Linked DNA regions of Mus musculus: regions 2, 3 and 4 are each linked to region 1. A link is a contact called in public promoter capture Hi-C data. All regions are on one chromosome and are shown on one strand. The core of a region is the stretch at or near the end of the contact, and the rest is flanking DNA. Distances in the headings are between cores, read along the strand shown.

Region 1 (3,229 bases), core at 190-2,689:
GTGTCTTTGGAGTTCAGAGGACAACTGGGGGAAACAGGTTCTCTTTTCCCACCATATGGGTTCCAAGGATCAAACTCTTGCCAGCCCTGATGGTGAACTCTTGACCCTCCTGGTTTCACCTCCCCAGTGCAGGGGATTACAGTTGTACACCACCGTGTCTGGCTTTCTTGCTGTATTTCTAACCAATAATCCGTGCTATAAAACCCTGGAAAGATCCCATGTGTGTCGTGCTAGGATGGCAGAGCTGGCTCTAACTGGGTATATACTAGGGCACCAGGTGGAAATTCCAGTACCACACTGGGACCTCGGGGTTAACATGCCCGTGCCAAGGCTCCTCCCCCTTCATCTTCTTATTTTTAATTGGAAGCTTATTTTCTCTCAATTTCTGAAAATATCCTGAACCACAATTCCTCCCTGCTTGGAAGAGAGATAATAAAAAGAACTTTTAAAGTTAGGTGTCAGGTGTAAAGATGAGGCAGGAGGATCACAAGTTCAAGGCCACCTTGGGATCCACAGTTTGAGTCCAAAAAAAGGACAAAACTATGGAAAAACAGAGAAGAAAGGGGGCACTTGGTTTTGTTCCTCACACTGCTACCCTATCAAGGGGACCTGTTGGTTTTGGGGAGCTGATGGAGGAATGAATGAACGCCCAAGAACCTGAGAAGACTCTCGGGGCGTTGTCCCTCAGGGGTCGACCATCAGAGTGTCATTTCTCAGGGAAGGCAGTAGAAGGAAGCAAGTGTTGTCAGGGAACCTTCCTTCAGAGAGAATCATCCCTCAGGAAGATGAGTCGAGCAGAGGGGAACGTCAGGGCCCTTCCTCAGGGGACAGGATGGGTGCACCATCCCTCATAAACACTCACGTTCCCCAGGGCATATGGGAAAAGCCAGTACTGCAGGGAGAATTGTCCCGCAGGAAGGACTGTCAGGGCTCCATCCTTCATAATGCTGTCCCCCCACCCCCACCCCTCGGGCATCTTCCCACAAAGTGCAGGAAGGATTGTCCCTCGGGGTGCAGTCCATGCAGAAGGACCATCTCTCACGGAGACTGTCCACAGGGAGGACCGTCCCTAAGTCCCTCAGGGTGCTGAGCCCCAGTTCACCTTCTGACAGAGCGGGAGAGAAGCGTCCCTTAGGGTGAAGTCCCAGGGGGAGGACCATCCAGCAGAGATGACTGTCGGGACGCCATCCCTTGGGGCGCCGTTGCACAGGGCGCTGGGAGGACTGTCCCTCGGAGTCCCATCCCCTCCAGGCGTCTGGTCACCGTCCTCTGCAGGAACCACCTAGAGATACCTGCAATGGCTTCCTCCCGAGCAGCCCACCGCCGCTCGATTTTTTCCCCCGTTGCTATGGCGACCGCGGCTTCCACCCGGCGTCGTGACGTCATCACGCCCTCCCCGGGCGCCCGGGCTGGCGAGGCCGCGTCACCCGGCGGCCAGCGGAGAGAAGAGCGAGGCGGAGCTCCGAGGCTCGCCTGAGGAGACTCGGCGGCCTGGGCTCCGGGGCCCGGGAACCGGGATAAGCAGGCCGGCCGCCGCGGCGGAGGGGGGCGGGCTGGAGCGTGGCCCCGCGCTGGTCATCCGGGTTCCGGGGCCCGGCGGAGGCCGCGCCGGGAGCGAGAGGGAAGTGCGGCCGCCCTGGAACCTGGATATCGCGCGAGGCAAGCCGCGCGCGGGCGGGCTATGGCGCAGGCGGGTTGCGGGGCCGGCGCTGGTGGCAGGGCCCGGTGCATGGTGGTCTGTCGGCGGAGTCGCCCTCGGGGGCTGTCAGGTTGGTGGCCGCGGGAAGAGTGGGTCCACCGTGCCCCGAGGCGGGAGGCTGGGCGAACGCGGGGCCCCGGGAAGGTCCGGAGCCCGTCGTGCCCACCCTCCTCGGTCCCTGGCCTGGCGGCTGGGCCTCCCTGGACGGCGGCCTGGCCCCACCCCCACCCAGGGTCCCTGCCCCTCCATCCCGCCCTGAGACTCCTCCCCCAGGACTCCCAAACCCCGCCCTCCTCCTCCTCCTTGACCCCATACACACACTCCTGACCCCCAGACCTCACAAGGCGACCCCCAATTCATTGAGTGCTAACCCCAGCCCTGCTTCTGGACCCTCCAGTCTCAGTGCTGATACAATCATTACATGGCTTCCAAGAGGCCCGTAGTCCCTAGTGACCCCCTAGACTACCCTCTGTGGGCACCCCTTAGTCCTCTCCTGGCTTCTGCAAACCAGACTCGGGCTGTTTCCCACCCACTCATCCACATAACTCGTGATCTTCGCCCCGTAACACCATGATCATCTCACCCTCCTGACATCCCTCTTTAACCCCCCCCCCCGCCCCCAGCCTCCAGTGTCAATCAGCACATACATAACTTATGCCCACTGCCATGCCACCGTTGTGGTGATCAAGAGTAAATGGAAATGAAGTATCATTTGAGGCAGGAAAGGATTCTAGATTGAGTGTGTGGTTCAAGTTCAAATTCTATCATGTTGAGCTTTGGAAACCTTGGTGGAGGTCCTTTCCTTACGGTGGACTTGAGTTTCTGATCAGAACTGTGATGAGATTGAGTTTGGTGATTCCCCAATGTTTCTTTCTATTAAAATTCTGCAATTCTTAGTCAAGACAAAAATAGCGAACTTTTTTCTACGCTGCCTCAGAAATGTAGTCCTTGTAACCTCACCCTCCCACCCCCACTCCCAACCTGGGTCTACTGGCTTTACCGAACAGTATTTCTTCATTCCTGTGATTGTCTACACTCTGCCCCCTCAATTGGACTCTATCAGTTTGTAAAGCCGTGCAGCACAGAGCTTCCCACTGAGTTGACATCATGAGCTTGGCCCTTCAGCTGGGGAACTTTTGGCAAAGCATTTAAAGCCTGAGGTAACAGGTGCAGAACATTCAGGACCCTTCTGCCTCACAGGAAACCTTTACCTTTATGGTAGAACAGTTGTTTTTAGTGAAGGTCTAACTACTGGGTGCTGGAGATGCCACAGACACCAAGCATATGGCCCACGCCAGTCACTACTGCTGCCATCTTGGAATCCCTGTCCCCATCTCTGATGAGTGCCTTACCTCTCACTTGGACCTTTTTCACAGCCCCTTAGTAATGATCCCCCTGCCCCAGAAACTACTGTATGGCAAACTTTATTTATATAGATTAACTAGACCTCTCACAGGCCAGACCTATTAGCTCTTTCTGTCACCACTCCCTCCCTGCCTTTTCCTGAGAGTTGCTTTAAATAAAGGAATC
Region 2 (3,229 bases), core at 403-2,902, 2.0 Mb before region 1:
GGCTGTTGAATTCTGTGACCAGGTGCATGCTATGTATGACGAGGAAGCGGGACAGGTCCCCCAGGTCCAGGCCAGTCTCCTTGTCTACCGGGAAGTCGGCCCGACCCTCATCAAACTGGACACCAACAAGGTTAGCAGGAGCTGTGACTCTGACCCCAACCCTCTTCTTAGTCTCAACTCACCTTCTTGAAAAGGACCACAGTATCCTTGGTGAGGCCAAACTTCTCAAAAAGTTGTGGCTGGTCAGTGAAGCCAAAGGTCATGTCCAGGGCATCCTTGGCCAAGGCCAGGAAAGTTGCCATATCCTTTCCCTGTAGATCCTACAGGGCAAGCCCCATGAGAAACATGGATGCCTACCAGCACTGTTCCCACCGCCTGTCTACCCCTGCTATTATACCTGAAAGAAGCCAATGACCACCATATCCCATTTGGCCATCAGTGCCTGGACACCTTCCTCATCCTCCAGATGTGTGGCACTGGGCCCCACTCGCCGCCTCAGCCACTCAGCAATGCCCTCAGCAGTCTTGGGCCCTGCAGAGGAATCTCCTTTTGAGACTGGACTTCTGCCCCATCCCTAGGCCACACCTACTCCACACCTGTGTACTTGCCCACCTCGTACCTGCGTACTCTTCTGGGTTTGTGCGGTTTCCATTCTGGAAGAACTTGAGTGTAGGGTACCCTACCACTTCAAACTCCTTGGTCAGCTCCGGTTCCGCAGGGCCATCCACCTTGGCCAAGGTGACCACAGCTGACTCAGCCGCCAGCAGGGCAGCCGCCTTGCTGTACTCGGGAGCTAGTTCTTTGCAGTGACCACACCATGGGGCATCTGAGGGATGAGGCTGTGAGCACACCAGTCCTCTGCAGGTTGCCAGCTGCAACCCAGGTCCAACAGGGAACATGCTCTGTTCACCCCTCCCTCAGGCCCACCCCAGATACTGATCACAGTTACACATGGGTGCCAGATCCCAGACAAAGACAAGAATCCTGTTTCCTCTCTCCCAGGGTCACATGTAGCTAATTTCTGAAGCCTACCAGTGAAGAATGCTTTGACATTTTTTAAAGATTTTAAGAAACTACAGAAAGACCAGTGACCAGCTGTTTGGAATAGAGGCCCCAAAGATAGTAACATCAGTATGTGGCCATGGCTGACAGAGCATGGGGGATTTGAGTGTTCATGTGTCCTCAGGGTACCCACTACACCGACACCCCTCCTTCCCAATCAGACTGGACCACCACCAAGCCCATCTCAACATCACAACCTTCGGTCCAGGCATCCTCTCTGGGACCCTCTCAGAAGCAGGGTGCCCACAAGAAAGGCCAAGTCTAGGAAGTAGAGGCCTGAACCCCTAGGCTACCACCACGGTTTTCAGCCCACTGGCCCAAGCACTTACAAAACTCCACCATCAGGGCTGAATGCTCCTGCAGTGCCAGGCTCAGGGTTCGGTGGTTCAAGACCAAGATACCATCCTCCTTGGGGACTTCTTCCCCAGTGGGCTCCTCAGGGAGCACCTCTGAAGGACCCCCAGGCTCTTCTCCCTGTCCCCATGAGCCTGAGACACCCAGCAGGAGCAGCAACACTGGCAGAAGCTGCTTGTCCATGGCGCGCTGGGCCCTGAAGGCTGGAGCAGATAAAGAGATTGGGGACCAAGCAGCAACAGCCACGTGGCACCTGGCTGGGTCTCAGGGAAGATAAAGTCTGAAAGGCCCCTCAGGGGCGGAGATAGGCAGAAAGAAGCAGCACACAGGCAGCAAGACAAGGTAACATTTAATAGGCACCAGGCAGGGGGGACACAGCAGAGAGTGGGGGACATCTGGTCACCAACTGGGAGGTCTAGGGAATGCTTGCAGGTCTCTGCAACTGACAAGAAATTGGGAATACAGACCCCAAGTGGGGTTCAGTCCTTCCAGTCCTGGCAGACATGGAGGTGCCACTCCCAGGACAGGTGGTTCAGCCTGTCGTCATCAGTGAAGAGGGACCTGACCACGTAGAGGCCACGTGCCAATGCTCCTCTTGGTGCTTCCTCCACTGAAGTCACAAATTCATACTCCTGGGCTCTGGGGCCGTAGCTTCCCACCATGAAGATGGCCTTGTCCACTGTGGGGAGGAAGGTCATCACGAGCCAGCCACCCACCTCCGCCCACCTCCCCAGACTCGGGGTGACCTCCACACTGCCTCACCACGCAGTCCCCGACGATAGGTGTGATGCAGACATTTGAGGCCACTGACAATCTCCTTGTTGACCTGAGGAAAGGAGAAGGTTAAAGGCCTTCTCTGGAAGGCTGGGACATGGCTGGCCTCTACTGCAGTTACCCTCACCTTGAAGGTGATCTTCACCTTGTATTCAATGCCCTCCTTCAGGACAAACACCTGGTTTTTCAGTGCATCTAGGTCTCCTGTTAGGGAATTGACAGGAACACTTAAATCCCCAGGATGTACAGGACCCTGCCCCAGCAACATCTATGTGGGGACTGGTGGTGCCCATGAAGTCTGTGGCAATGCACCCAAAGAGCTAGGATTCGGCACAGGGTCCGAGGATTGTCTTCATCCAAAGATGGGTTGTGGTCTGCAGAGGGGGTTACCTGTAAGGTCCATGATGATAGGCCCTGGAGCCTGCTCCGTCAGCAGTGTCAGCCTAGTCACCTGCACGTTGGGCAGGCTGGGGTCTGAGGAGAAACAGCATCCACGGGGTGCTCTGTTGTCCCTACCGTCCCCTCCCCCTGTTTGCAGCCCTCCACATCCAGGTCCCAGGCCATACCCATAATGGGTGGCAGGGGTCCCAGCAGCGCCTGCTTGTACTTGACCAAGCTCACGTCCCCGGGGTCCAGTTGCCAGATTGCCAGCATGCTCTTCTTCCCAGGGGCCTGGTACTCTGGTACAATTTCGTCCAGCACCTCATCTGATGGAGTTGACTCCCCATCCTTGTCAGCCAAGAGGACTGCGAGTAGGGAAGGTAATATAAGCACCTGCCACCTGCTGACCCCAACCAACATTCAAGTGCTGCGCTGGGACCCACACTCTCAGCGGTTGTTCCTCCCACTACCCAGTGGAGCTTAAGAAGCCATAGGAGCTGTCATGAACACACAGTAACCCCCAAGTCCCTAGAAATCCCTAGGCTTGGTCTCTTCAGAAGGAGCTCTTGTGACTGGAAGGGGTTCGTGCCTAAGAGACCCTGGAGAGACCAATTTGTTTCTGGTTAGCTTACAGGCTACTACTGAAAGTAGTGGCCCT
Region 3 (3,229 bases), core at 215-2,714, 1.2 Mb before region 1:
TTTTTCGGTGTTTTTCTGTACATAGCTCTCTGGCGGTATAGGGGAGGTAGGATGGATGGGGTTTGGGGTGGGTAGGCCATGGAAGGGGAGAAACCCCTCCCGGGTACCCCCTCTTCTCTGACTGCTGCCCCCTACCCAGCCTTGTCTCTTCACTCCTTGCGTTTGGTATTGAGAATTCTTCCCAGACTCCAGACTCGATCTTTCTTTTGTATGGACAGCTCTCCTTCGGTCTAACCCTCTACATACACCCACCCAGCCGGGGCCAAATTTATACTTATATAAAAGTTGTAAATATGTGAAATTTTATCCCATGCCCTTTCCTCTGCTTTCCCCATCAGGCCTTACCCTTGAACCTCCTCCCTCCTCTTTGGCTGTTGTAATTATCTGGGGTTTGTACTGTACATAATTGGGGAGGGGGGCTGGGAGGCGACCCCTCTGTACAGAGCTTCCTGGCTCCCTAGCCCCACCCCTCACTTCCCTCCCCACCCACCACCTTAAGAGTAGGGAGAAGATCTTCTTACTCTTTTTTTTTTTTTTTTTTTTTGCTGTTTGTTTACTCGTTCTCCTTCCTGCCCCTGCTCCCAGACTCTTGGTCCCCCACCACTGCCCCCCCTTTTCTCCCACTCCCAGGCCCATTTCCTTTTTTTTTTTTTCTTTTCTTTTCTGGAGTGTGTGGTGAAACAGAAAAATCATGTTTAATAAACGGAGATTGTTCTTTTATCACTGGGCTGACTTTTATTTATTTTTGGATTTTCAAGACAGAGAGTCTCCTTGTGTGGCTCTGGCTGGCCTGGAACTCTGTAGACCAGGGTGGCCTTGATTGAACTCAAGAGATCTGCCTGCCCCTGCCTCCAAAGTGCTGGGACTAAGTGCTGCCTCCCCCGGCGTTGGGCCGACTTTTTAGCCCGGGGTCTCCAGAACGACCTGAAGGGTGACAGGGACTACTTTTGGAAAGAACAGTCCTCTTACATTACACACTATACCACCCAGTCAGGAGAACAATATATACCGCAGGGTCTTCCTGGTGAAACTCACACTCCCGCTCTCTCTCCGCCGCAGCACTGGACTCGCTTTAGCGCCCCAAAGACTCCAAGTGCAGGGTCTGTGCAAGACCCTCTTGACTTAGGGCTTAATTGTGAGGACGCTCCTCTGCGAAATGGAGGAAAGGACCCAGGTCCTCAGCAAGCGTGCGCTCCAGACTTCAGACCCGGTTGTCCCGCGTGCACGCGGAGGGCAGCAGCACCTACCTCGCGCGGCGGGACGAGGGAAGCAAGCCTTACTGCGGAGCCCGTGGCTCCCCTCACTGCTACTCCAGAACTGAGGGAACCGCCTTCCACTTCCGCCGCCCTCCCCAAGCCCCGGCCCTCCGTCCGCACAGCCAATGAGGAGACGGCTTGTAGGCTGCCGCTCTCCCATTGGCTGCAGAACTGGTCCCGCCCTCCGTGCCTGGCCGCATTGGCGTCCGGCGGAACTGCGGTAGCTTCCGGCCGGCCAGGCGCACTGGCGGTTGAGGTGCTCCGACGCGGTCGCGCGTGCGGTGGGGGCGTGTCGGTGGGACGTCGCGGGGCCGGAGCTCACTGAGCCGGCCGGAGCGAGCACGGTGAGGAGGGGCGAGCGGTGGCGGAGGGCGACCGGAGCCGGCGAGGTGGGGCGCCATCCCTTCCCTCCTTAGCTTCCGCTGGGCCTGGAGGTGTAAACCCTGGTGTTTTGTTGGGTTTCCTGGTGGGCGGAACTAATATACAGAAGCTTGTCACCGAAGAGTTTTCAAGGGTCGGTGGCGAGCGGCTTGAGACAGGTCTCATACCCCGAACTTGTGTGACCCCAGTCTCTTTCCTCCGCAGCCTTCACCCCGTATAGAACCCTGCACTGCCCGACTCCCCGGGATTTATTTCTCTTCCCGAGGTAGCCATGGATGCTTCGACTCCTTTGCCTCCCGCATCCTCATCTCCGAGATGCAACCCAGCCCCACAGACAATCCACATTGAGTTCCCTCATCATAGCTCTTCGCTGCTGGAATCCCTGAACCGCCACAGGCTGGAGGGAAAGTTCTGTGATGTGTCCCTCCTGGTTCAGGGCAGGGAACTTAGGGCTCACAAAGCAGTGTTGGCTGCTGCCTCTCCTTACTTCCATGACAAGCTGCTTTTGGGGGATGCGCCCCGACTGACTTTACCGAATGTCATCGAGGCCGATGCGTTCGAGGGACTGCTTCAGCTCATTTATTCAGGAAGCCTCCACCTGCCGCTGGATGCCCTCCCTGCCCATCTCCTTGTAGCCAGCGGCCTTCAGATGTGGCAAGTGGTAGATCGGTGCTCAGAGATTCTTCGAGAACTAGAAACGTCTGGTGGGATTTCAGCCGGTGGAAGAGCCTCCAGCCTCACACTTATTTCCACAACATCTTCAGGAGGCTGGTGCATTCGCTCTTCCCCTTTCCAGAACCCAGTACGCTCCTCTGCTTCTACAGAGAATTCTGTTCTCCCTGAGAGCCCCGCTGGAGGGGAGGGGAGTGAACTAGAAGGAATGTTACAGATTCAGGTGAAAGTAGAGGAGGAAGAGGAGCAGGGGTCAGCAGCTCCACTCTTTCAGACTCCTCAGCCGGAGAGAGTGTCGGGAGGGGTTTCCCAAGCTTGTGGATCCCACCCATTGCCTACACCTGCTCTTCCCAGCAAGCCTTCAGAGGATGAGAGCTCAACAGTAGATCCTCCTGCCCCTCCTGTACAAGCTTCCCAAATCTTATATGTGAATCAGGAAAACGTTGAGTGTAAGGAGGAGATAGCAAGAGGCACAAAGGAAAAGACCAAAGTACTATCTGGAGAGGACTCTGAGGAGAAGGAGGAGCTGAGATACTTGCTGTCCTCAGGAGGAGGGGAATCGTCTGGGGCAGGAGATCCATCGTGGAAACCAGTGGATCTTCATGGGAATGAAATCCTGTCAGGGGATGGAGGACCTGGAGGAACAGGGCAGGCTATGCATGGGCCTGTGAAGCTAGGAGGGACACCCCCTGCAGATGGGAAGTGCTTTGCTTGCTTGTGTGGAAAACGGTTTGCAGTAAAGCCGAAACGAGACCGACACATCATGTTGACGTTCAGCCTTCGCCCTTTTGGATGTGGCATCTGTAATAAACGTTTCAAGTTGAAGCATCATCTAACAGAGCACATGAAGACCCATGCGAGAGCTCTGCATGCGTGTCCCCATTGTGGCCGTCGATTCCGTGTCCAGGCCTTCTTCCTTC
Region 4 (3,229 bases), core at 222-2,721, 1.1 Mb before region 1:
CTACCCAACGGCTCCTTCCGGGATAGGGTGCTCTTCCTGGTACCTTGTAATCCCAGGCCAGCAGGGCCAGGGGACGCTGACTTCATCCACATCTCTCTCTCTCAAAATAATAATAGTAATAATAACACCACCCTGGAGGCTTACTGTTAGAGAGCAGGAAGAGTCTCAGAAAAGCCCTCCACAGCCAGTGCTGCCCTGGCCCACCTGGCCCCCATCCAAGTCGCCTTGACTTCCCATTATGTCCACTGGCTGGGCCCAGGATGCATGTTCCTCACAACCGACCACTAGGCTGTACCTAGAATCATTCTGGGGGAGGACTGTCCGTGTCCTGGTACAGCAGGGAGTATCAACCGTATAATTTCTGTCTCTGTTCATGACCTTGACCCTCCCCTCCTTCCACATAAAAGTCCAGGGCCACCAGAACCGGGCAGGAAGGGGCGCTTCTGATGTATAGCCAGAGGCCCTGTGTGAACCATGCCTGCAGCTTCCCTTTCAGAACCTCCCAGGGAAGCCACATCAAGGCCTCCCTCCTCACCGGGTTGCCGATGGAGGTTTCTGCCCCACCCTGGGCCAGAATTGCCCAGGATTAGGACGGTGGGATTTGGCACTGGCTGCCCGTGTACCTGAATGACTCTGCTCCAGATGTGGGATGGCTCAGCCGTGCAAAGACGAAGACCCCGAAGGGCTTGCTGGCTGCTTCCAGGGGCCAAGGTTTCAGGCCTGACTGGCAGGAACTGGTATCAGTGGATTCATGGTGCTGGATGCCGCCTCGGGTTGCCTCTTGGCCCAGGAAACCTCGCGACTTTGTGACCATAGAGGAGGTCCCAGCTCCCGGCAATGACCAGCTCCCTCTAGAGGAAGTTCTCGGTGGCCGCCGGATGCAGGCGCTCAGGGAGGCTGCTGCTTAGGGGAAGGTCCTCGGCCGGGCTTGGAAGCAGCTACAGCCTCCCCTGCCTGCCCTGTCCCAGCCAAGGGGAAAAGCGTTCTGTTTTCTGCCTTTCCTGTCTCTGATTCCCGGGCCTCCTCTTCCATCTTCTCCCTCTAGTGAAAAGCAAACCACAGACAACAACAAAAACCAGGATGAGCTGACCTGCAGTCCCAGCGTTCAAGAGGCTGAAGCAGGAGGATCATGAAATAGAGGCCAGCCTGTGCTACTAACACCCTAAAAGAGAGGAGGAGGAGGGGGAAGGGGAGGAAGAAGAGGAGGAGGAGGGGCAGCTCAGAATTTGTGCTGTCCTAGATCCCTGCAGCCTGGCAGCTGCAGGGACTGATCTCAAACCCAGAGTAAACAGGAGTTTATGGATAGACAGGAGCATATGATGTCCTGTTCTCAGCGTGTGCACCCTCCTCCCCCCCCCCCCCGGCCGCCCTATCTGCCTTCAGCCAGGCTTCCACAGCCTGTGGGTGCTGTTGTGTTATGTCTCACCATCCCTCAATCTCCAGCCTTCCTCTGAGACCTGCTGAGCTGGACCCTGGCTAGCTCCCTCTACCCCTCTACCCGCTTTCCTTCCAGTAGACCCCCCCCCACCAGCCTCCAGTTATAGCCTCCCCCCACCCCCACCTCCTCTTTGCCTTCTAGAACTTCTGGAAGTTTCCAACTGGAGGTTTCTGCTAGCAGTTGGTCCTGGGCTGGCTGCCATGGCTTCTCCCTGAGTCGGGGTCCCACTCAGGATGGCAGCCCCGGCGCGGACCCCTCGGTCACGGATCTTAGGCTGCTCCTCCATGCTGCGCTTTCTCCGAAACCTGGTGGGGAGTAAGGGCGGTTCTAAGAGCACTAACAAGCCCCTGACCAGGAGCCAGCCCAGCTCCTCATGGGAGCAAGATGTTGTCTCCCCAATGATGGGCCACCAGGGAGGTCGTGGGAGGAAGGAGCCCCGGGCCAAGGTCCACTCTGCAGCTTCCTCTAATGGGAAGAGGGAGCCCCCGCCCAGGGTTCTCTCTGCAGCTCCCTCCAACCCGAGGCATGATGCCTTTGAGCTGGGCACTGGGGACTCAGGGTCCCAGACCCTCACCTCCAAGGATGTCCCGAAGCTAAGGGCCCAGGGTGTTGAGGTAACATCAGTTCCTCTCAGAGGAACCTGGGAGGTTCTGGAGCAGCTACCTGAGAAGAAAGGAGAGGAGGAGGAGCCAGTAGGGGAGGTCTCCGGGGCCTCAGACAGGTGAGGGGCTGGTGCTGCTGGTGCTAGGGCTGGTGGGGTAGCCTGATCTAGCTAGAACAGAAGGAGGATGCAGGCATGAGGGCCATGACTAGAAGCCCACAGCTGTAATGGGCTGGGGTAAGGGGTCCTGAATAGTGAAAGCCATGAGGGACAGTTAAGGGTCCCAAGGGAGGGAGGGTCAGCAAACAGGGCTGTGTGAGGAGTGGCTGGGAACTGAGGTGTGGCTTCAGAGTGGAGTACCGCCTGCCTAGCACGGTCCAGGCCTGGGTTTAGTCCCCAGCACAACAAAACACATTGGTGGCACACATCTTTCATCCCAGCACTCAGGAGGCAGAGGCAGGCAGATCTCTGCATTTGAGGCCAGCCTGGTCTACAGCTAGGGCCACACCGAGGGGTATCTTGTCTTGAAAAAACAAAGAACAACCAAAGAAAATATCCTAGAGGCTAGGAAGGGTGCACTAGAGTCTGGACAGAAGTACGCTGAAGTAGGCTCTGCTCCAGCCTGTACCCCTACTTTCCTGCCTGGCTTTCTCTCCCACTGGTCTTAGCAGCAGTTCCCTGTCTGGAAGGTGCCTAGCTCCCCACATCCTATGTCCCCCAGAGGTGGTAGGGAAACCCCTCTGTTAGCTATCCCAGGGAACAGAGCAGGTCCGTGGAGAGACTCAAGGTAGAGTCAGGCCACATTTGTGGGTGTCCCCTGACCCCACCTGACTGTGGCTTTGGGTTTAGGGAGCATTTTGGCCAGGCCCTGGAGACAGAACAAGGATGCTTACAGTGGGTTCCGGGACCACTGGCGCTCACCCCTGGGGCCTTCATCAAGGAGGAAGAGGATGAACACTGCCCAATTGAGTTTGGTAAGGATGCAGGTGGGAGGGGCAGAGGGGAGGGGAGCAGAAATGGATGCCTCTCCTCTAAGACTTCTGGGGGTGGGGGTGGGGCAGGAGCCCAGCAGGGCATGAGGCAGAATCTGAGGTTGGAACCCCACTTGCTCCACGCCGTGTCATGTGACAGAGGAGCATTGCTGGGTATCTCTGCCTACTCTCCTCACCCATAAAATGGACATGGGCAAC

What was found. Promoter capture Hi-C pulls out the DNA fragments that hold promoters and counts their contacts.
Region 2: a promoter capture Hi-C map of hippocampal neurons shows a contact between it and region 1, with 2.7 times the contacts expected there. The contact joins the promoter of Pdia2 here to the promoter of Zfp523 in region 1. A contact is called at or near these places in 2 of 39 promoter capture datasets (hippocampal neurons and liver).
Region 3: a contact with region 1 is called in a promoter capture Hi-C map of pre-B cells, with 2.3 times the contacts expected there. The contact joins the promoter of Zbtb9 here to the promoter of Zfp523 in region 1. A contact is called at or near these places in 2 of 39 promoter capture datasets (liver and pre-B cells) and 1 of 115 datasets of contacts at active chromatin or transcription factors (astrocytes).
Region 4: a contact with region 1 is called in a promoter capture Hi-C map of liver, with 3 times the contacts expected there. The contact joins the promoter of Ggnbp1 here to the promoter of Zfp523 in region 1. A contact is called at or near these places in 3 of 39 promoter capture datasets (embryonic stem cells, liver and pre-B cells) and 2 of 115 datasets of contacts at active chromatin or transcription factors (embryonic stem cells and pancreatic cancer cells).

What each region holds. Positions count from the first base shown.
Region 1 is chr17:28,175,757-28,178,985 of GRCm38.p6, forward strand. Zfp523 (zinc finger protein 523) reads left to right here and starts at 1,440. Exons shown (of 14, transcript NM_001357995.1): 1 at 1,440-1,769.
Region 2 is chr17:26,197,435-26,200,663 of GRCm38.p6, forward strand. It overlaps Pdia2 (protein disulfide isomerase associated 2), which reads right to left and starts at 1,653. Exons shown (of 11, transcript NM_001081070.1): 1 at 1,392-1,653; 2 at 620-826; 3 at 398-531; 4 at 183-320; 5 at 1-115. The coding sequence starts at 1,599. It overlaps Arhgdig (Rho GDP dissociation inhibitor (GDI) gamma), which reads right to left. Exons shown (of 6, transcript NM_008113.3): 2 at 2,757-2,936; 3 at 2,581-2,664; 4 at 2,318-2,394; 5 at 2,179-2,242; 6 at 1,749-2,095. The coding sequence ends at 1,896.
Region 3 is chr17:26,971,715-26,974,943 of GRCm38.p6, forward strand. It overlaps Zbtb9 (zinc finger and BTB domain containing 9), which reads left to right and starts at 1,465. Exons shown (of 2, transcript NM_001005916.2): 1 at 1,465-1,600; 2 at 1,842-3,229. The coding sequence starts at 1,909. It overlaps Syngap1 (synaptic Ras GTPase activating protein 1 homolog (rat)), which reads left to right. Exons shown (of 19, transcript NM_001281491.2): 19 at 1-720.
Region 4 is chr17:27,027,788-27,031,016 of GRCm38.p6, forward strand. It overlaps Ggnbp1 (gametogenetin binding protein 1), which reads left to right and starts at 1,472. Exons shown (of 6, transcript NM_027544.2): 1 at 1,472-2,159; 2 at 2,889-3,013. The coding sequence starts at 1,672. Bak1 (BCL2-antagonist/killer 1) reads right to left here and starts at 840. Exons shown (of 6, transcript NM_007523.3): 1 at 624-840.